2 separate regions of the Sus scrofa genome follow, and region 2 is linked to region 1. A link is a contact called in public promoter capture Hi-C data. All regions are on one chromosome and are shown on one strand. Each heading gives the region's core, a stretch centred on a gene start, on an enhancer-like site or on the middle of the called end of the contact. The rest is flanking DNA. Distances are from core to core; before and after follow the strand shown.

Region 1 (3,277 bases), core at 465-2,964:
AAACCTTATTTCCAGGAACTGACATTAACTATTCAGGCTTCCCCATGAAAGAAACCTCTTATGAGAAGTCTTTCCAGAATTTCCCAGAAGTGCTCTTTCTAATACCCAGAGAGGTTTGCTCAAGCCTCTCTAAATTATCTCATTGAATTGTAATCACAGTTATTCAGAGACATGGCAACCTCTCTGGAGGTCCCTTCAAGAGAATGTTCTTGAAATCTTTGTTCAAAGATTTGAACAAAGGCTATCCAGGTTACATTGATTTGTTTGCATTTCTGTTTCCCACTAGACTATAAACTTCCTGAGGTCAGGGAGATTTATATTTATAAAATTTAATCTTTGAATTTGCAGCAACTAGCACAATTCCTGGAACATGATGTAGGCCATGTGAATATTTACTGATCCTATGGGTGACCCATCCTTTTCTGACAAGAAGGCTTGTGTGTGTGGTTGTTTAAATATACAAAGTGCCACTTTATGAAAACAGTTATATGTTAACAGTTTACAACAGTCAAAAAAAAAAAAATGGACAGACACCTGTCTTTTAAGAGTCTAAGATGGTGGTAATCACTGCTTTCTGAAGTAACTAAAAGTCATTATCAATAGGTCAACACCATCAGTTATTTAAACTTTGGCACCTCTGCCCTGGCCCTGAAATTGTCAGTCAAAACCAAACATGATTTTTGATAGCTCTACAAACTAATTCTGAACTGTCACCTTGAAATCTAACTAAGAGCCCTCAGTATCTAAGCACCATCTACACATTTCCTAGTTGACTAGACCAAGAGAGAAAACACTACAGTTGGCTGACCAGAATGTGTAATACTGAAATGAAAGTTAACTACTGAAATGGAAAGTAGGGCCAGAGAAGACCCAAACTAGTTATTCTTATTTGTTGACATCCAACAGTGTGTATTTCATTTTATGAGTGTTTTATGTTAACAGCTAGGACAAAACCGAAACAGTGAGACAAGCTAAAAGAAATCAAGGTGGCTTTAAATGAAAGAATCCACCAAACAGCACTGATCCCACCCACTCGGAGTATTACCATGGACACCAGAGGCAGAGGAGAAATACCTACTTCTTTAAATGGTCAAATAGTTACTTTCCTGCAGCCCAACTCTCCAACTGATGGATATTCATCACCCCTGAAGGGAAACACCTGGGCTCCCCGAGCACTGCCTTTTCTTAAAAATGTATTTTGGGGCTTGCTTTCTTATTGTTTTCCCCCTTCTTATGACATCCTTATGCTGTTTGAGATTTATGAACATTACCTCTTTTCCTTTGAAGATCGTAGCCACGAAAGCTTTTTTTAAATATAAATTCAAAACGTACTAAATTTAAGTTTAATAAAAAGAAAAAATCTTAAAACTTCCCCTTATTTTCAGGAAGCATGTATTTGCCATAGATAAAACGTGGCAGGCGCAAGGCTCTCGTAGCCTAAACACTGGAGACCTGCAAAGTGAATCTAGCGGCTGCACTAGAAGCAGCAACCATGCCTGCGAAGCCTCAGCGACGACCTGGTGCACTGGTCCCACCAAATCCCTACTTCTCCTTGGTATGGTAAATTAGAACTTGATCCCAGTCTCCAACTGTCTTATCTTTTCCGAATGTTTTAAACTTACTGCCTTTGTTCAGCAGAACCACGGGCACGGTGATGACGGTGACGAGCGCAGCTATCCCCAGCAGTCCCAGGAGCACCTTCCACGGTGTCTGCAAGCCGGGCAGATCACTTCCAGTTAGAGCCAGTCGCTTGGCCCCAGTTTGGGTAAGAGGGTCGGGGCCTTGGCTGCACCAAGGCACCGAGCTTTGCCGCCGAGCGCGCACTGGGAGAGGGGCACTGCGTGCTGGGTGGGTTTCCAGCGCGCCAGTCGGAGGCTGCAAGAGCGACTTCCCTTGAACTTTTGGCCTTTGAGCACTTTAATGTTTGCTTTTCTACCCCTGAACGTCAGAAGCCAAGTGTGGGTTCGGGCGGGCGTTTTGCCAGTGGCTTTCCGAGTCCTCCAAGGCTCGGAGCCTGGGTTTTAGCAGAAACCCCGCGGGTCCGAGAGCTAGGTGAGAGTCCCTGGGGCGTCCCTTCACCTGTCAGAGGGTGGCTCTGGTGCTTCCGCCTGGTAAGAGCCCCTAGTTTCGATCCGCCAAGTTTTGGGGCAGTTTGGGGAGAGTTTGTTGAAGAGGCATCTACAACTCCCCCCTGGCGCTCGGGGGTGGGGGTGGGGGCGGGAGGCGCGCTACTCACTCACTCACTCACCTTCATGGTCGGCGTCTCCTCGGAACTGAGCCTTAAGAGCTGGAGCGCAGGCAGAAGTCAGGCGAGCCGCCGGGTCGCGCGTGCAGCTCCGCCGCTCGGGGCGCGCAGTCACTAGGCTTTCCCAAGTTTCGGCCCCGAGTTAAACATTAGTGAGCACCGCGCCGGCAGGGTATAAAGGGCCGCGGGCAGACTGAGGGCGAAGGCGCGCCGGCTCCGGGCACTGTATTCCGGCCGGGGGGCGCCCGAGAGGCACCTCCCCACGGGCAGGGCGGCTGCCCGGCGCGCAGGGCCCAGGGCCCGGGGGACGAGCGGGAGGGGTGTGACAGCCCAAGCTCCGTGTGAGCAGTCCCCTGGCATCCGACGCGGAACTCAGAGGCTGCAGTTGCAGCCCGGGAGACCATGGTCTGCCTTAACTGAAAGGGACTTTTGCGCTCAGATTCTGCGCCCTCTTAGGGGGAGGCAAGGTGAAGGACGGAGTCCAGAGAAGGGACTGGGCTCTGCAAATTCACACAGCTCACTGCTGGCAGCTGAAACTAAAGCCCAGGCCTGTCCTTTGCCAGTAAATGATATGTTGGGGAGTTCTGGGGTGTTTAAAGCTTTTGGAAGGCCAAGAGAAAGAAAAAGATTTTTCACTTGTGGATGGCGCTTAGAGGCTAAGGGTCTGGATTCTTTTTCCGCAGGAGATTTCCGGTTTGTCTTGCACGTTTACCTTCTCATCACGATGCCAAAAATAATAATACCAACACTTATGTTACTTTTCCCCAGGAACTCTCTAAGCATTTTTGTGTTTATTTTACAGGGAGGAAGCCTGAGCACAGGAGGTTAAGTCACTTGGCCAAGTCAAGGCAGCTAGGAAGTCGTGGAGCCTGAATTCAGAGTCCATGTTCTCAACCACTACACCCCATGGCCTTTCATCTTTCAGTCTTGCAAAGAGGATTTGGAAAAAAGCGATAGGTCCCCACGATGCCCTGTAGGTTCCCCTATCATTCCTTTTTTCCTTCTTCATCCATCCCTACATTCTCCCCTTTA
Region 2 (3,277 bases), core at 426-2,925, 270 kb after region 1:
GATGATGCAGAAGTAGCAGGTTTGAATCAGCCCGGAGAAAACTCTAAGCTTAGGAAAGTCCTGCTAGCAAACCTAAGCAATCTTTGCCCTGGAAAGAGAGATTATCTTTGCTATCCTGCAGCAAATCTTTTCTCTGCCCTTGAGGAAAATACCATCCCTATCTTGAAACTCCATGTGCAGAAATGCAAGGGACTCTTGGAGCCTACACAAATGTAATGTATCAGTAAGGCTAGTATGATGAAAAATGCACAACAATTCTAACCAGAGATTTAGACAGAGTGTGAATGTAAAACATTCTATCCTTTTCGAGCATTTCTTTGAATGTGTAGATAATCAAAGTAAAACTTCACAATGCTTTGTTTTGCTTTGTAGTGGTTATCACTTGATGGTTTAATGAGTCAAGTATTCTTTCTTCATATTTAATAGGTTTTTACCAACCCCCTTCATTTACTTATGCCATTATTTAACCTTACCGGCTAAAGTATTTCTTATTGTGTTAGGGGAACTAACCCACACTTTCTCAAGAGTGGCTTGTTCCTTAGCAATCTTCCTTTCTTTCTGCCTCTTCCTGAGAAAATGAGGTTCCCCAATTTCAGCATGTTTCTCCTCTGTATTGTAATTGAGCGACAGTTAACTCAGCTTTGCCAAGTTGATTTCATCTGCTAGTAGATATCCTTTTTTAAAGAAAACTTTTTAACAGTTGTCAGTCTTCAGAGATAACTCAGAATAATATCATCATGCTCCTTCTGTTTGTTTTTAAACTGACACTACAGCTGTCCTGTCCTTGCATGTGTGTGTGTGTGTGTGTCTTGTCCTTTTCACGCTGGAGCTACAAAATTCATTTGAGCTCCAGAGAAAAGCAGGACTGTCAATGACCATTATTAAATAAATCGAAGTCATTGAGCATTTAACTCTTCACTGATTAAAAACTCAGCTGTTTCTCTCTGTGGATATAATTAGGAGGCAATACTTAACAGTTTTCCCAGATGTTGAGTCATCTGTAGGATTGCCAGAATATATAGGATGCCCTGTATGTTATCAGCATATGAGCAGCGAATAATTTTTTAGTATGCATTTATGTCTTGTGCCATGTTTGGGACATACTTGTATTTTTAGGAAATTGTTTATTTGAAAACAAAATTTAACTGAACATGCTGTATTTTTATTTCATAAATCTTGCAACTCTAGTCACCATCTATTTACCAAACTATAATAATAGCCTTTTGGTAAAATTTGTTGTCAAGAGTATTTTAGCTCAGAAGCACTACCTTTGGAATAGAGGTCAAGGTTTCAAAGTTTTGAATTTGTGACATCAATGCTGCGCAAAAATAGGTCTAGGGTAACTGCAAGTTTTGAAATTCACAGGTATGTATTCGGTAGGAAAGGAATGGAGGAATACGTTAAAAGAAGTCATGGACTGGCCGGTTGGGGTTTCTAAAGATAAAAATACGGGCCTAGAAAGTCTTTTCAAAGACGGTGAAAGTTACCAAAGCAACAGACCTTCACTGTTTAGTGAGTAAAGAGCGCGAGACCTGAGCAAATTAATAGGAGCCGAGGAGGAAAAGGCTGGGCGCGTGAAGCCAATCAGAGACGAGATGGGTGGGACTAGACTCCTGGAAGGCGGGGGCTTCGGCAGTGTGGTCTCCGAAGTGTTGGATTCAGCCAATCCGAAACGAGAAGGGCGGGGCCTAGACTCCGGGAGGGGTTGGTCTTGAGGAACTGAAGCTCTTGGCAAAGGCGTCTTTCACTTACCTGCCTCTACACTTGCACCTCCGCTTCTCTGTCTGCAGAGCGGACGCCGACTCTCTGGGTGACGAGAGACACTGGTGGGATTGTCATGGCCTACCCAGGATACGGAGGAGGGGTGAGTCCTGGCTGCTTCAGCGTGGCCCTCGCCTCCGCCGGGAGTGTTGTCCCTGCGGGTGGTGCTGACGTGCCTGGTACTTCCTAGGTCGGTCCGTGCTTCCTCCGCCTGCTTCTAGTACCCCGCGGCGCCCAGCCCCCGCGCAGTGCTGGAAGCCGGGCTGGGGCCTCGCGGGGAGCTGCAGGTGTTCTGGTCACTGAGGGCCCCTTAAGCGAGTCCGTGTGAAGTCCAGGGGGTGGAGTGTTTTTTTTTCTCTGGAATGGAGGGAACAAAGCATCTTTTTTTTTCCCTTCTTGTTCCAGTCATCTTTTGTGGTCAATCCCTTCTCCTCCACCTCTTCCCCAGTTTTAATGGACATCCTCTTCCTGAATTTTTGACCAGTTCTTTTCCGTTTTTTGTTGCTTATGAATAAACTAAGACGTGACAAATATCTTCTAACATTGACTATTCCACCGAGGAATTTTTGGGGGGTGGGGGACGAGTAGGTGGAGAGGGTTATTTTTTCTTACGAAACTATTTATCCTGCATCACCTTTGGGAGTTGGGAGTTGTAATTTTAGTATCCATTATAGTAACATGAAATACAAACTTAAAATTTCAATTTATATGTATTTTAACCTAGGTAAGTATTACAGTCATCGGTATTTTCAAGCATAATATGTTTTAAGCATAGAAAACTTAGATGAGATATTCATGGAAGAAATAGAATGAAAAATGAGTTCCAAGAATAAAAAGAAAAAGGCAAATTTCTAAATGTTTCGGAAAAGCTTTATCTCTCTTTTTTTTTTTTAAGTAGGTGGGAGCAAGTATCAGATCATTATAGCATTTAGATAGCAAAGGATATTTTCCAAAGAGTGATGTAAAACTTTATTTGTAAATGTCAAGACTTATAGTATATTAGGCATTGCATTTCTCTATTTAAACTAAGACCATAGTATGTCAGTATAAAATGTGGGGAAAGGTATATAACTTTTTAACATTAATTTAGGGATGGGGAGCAAGTGTTTGAAGAACACTGACATATAAGGTACAGATGGTAGAGTTCTGTGCGTTGGTCTCTCACTTGTTTCCTTTCAGCCTATTGTGACTTATTACACAGTTTATATGAGCAGAATTCTCTCATATGATCTAGTTTAACAGATATAACCTTCACAAAATGGACAAGTAATTGAAAATATCTATGAAGAAACCAAGGCTCAAAGATAACACTAAAGAGGAGCTACCGTTGGGCTCAGCAGGTTAAGAACCGGACACAGTGTCTTGTGAAGATGCAGGTTCGATCCCTGGCCTTTCTCAGTGGGTTTAGGATTCAGCATTGCCATAAACCTGGGGTGTAGGTTGTAGATGCAGCTTGGATCCGCGGTTGCCATGGCTGTAGTGTATGCCTCAGCTGTAGCTCTGATTCACCCTTAGC

Evidence for each region. Promoter capture Hi-C pulls out the DNA fragments that hold promoters and counts their contacts.
Region 2: a promoter capture Hi-C map of liver shows a contact between it and region 1, with 2.1 times the contacts expected there. The contact joins the promoter of GCA here to the promoter of DPP4 in region 1. A contact is called at or near these places in 1 of 5 promoter capture datasets (liver) and 1 of 2 datasets of contacts at active chromatin or transcription factors (alveolar macrophages).

What each region holds. Positions count from the first base shown.
Region 1 is chr15:68,741,247-68,744,523 of Sscrofa11.1, forward strand. It overlaps DPP4 (dipeptidyl-peptidase 4), which reads right to left and starts at 1,715. Exons shown (of 25, transcript NM_214257.1): 1 at 1,623-1,715. The coding sequence starts at 1,715. It overlaps LOC110257119 (a long non-coding RNA gene), which reads left to right and starts at 1,641. Exons shown (of 4, transcript XR_002339357.1): 1 at 1,641-1,765; 2 at 3,048-3,218.
Region 2 is chr15:69,013,555-69,016,831 of Sscrofa11.1, forward strand. GCA (grancalcin) reads left to right here and starts at 1,676. Exons shown (of 8, transcript XM_021075773.1): 1 at 1,676-1,864. The coding sequence starts at 1,838.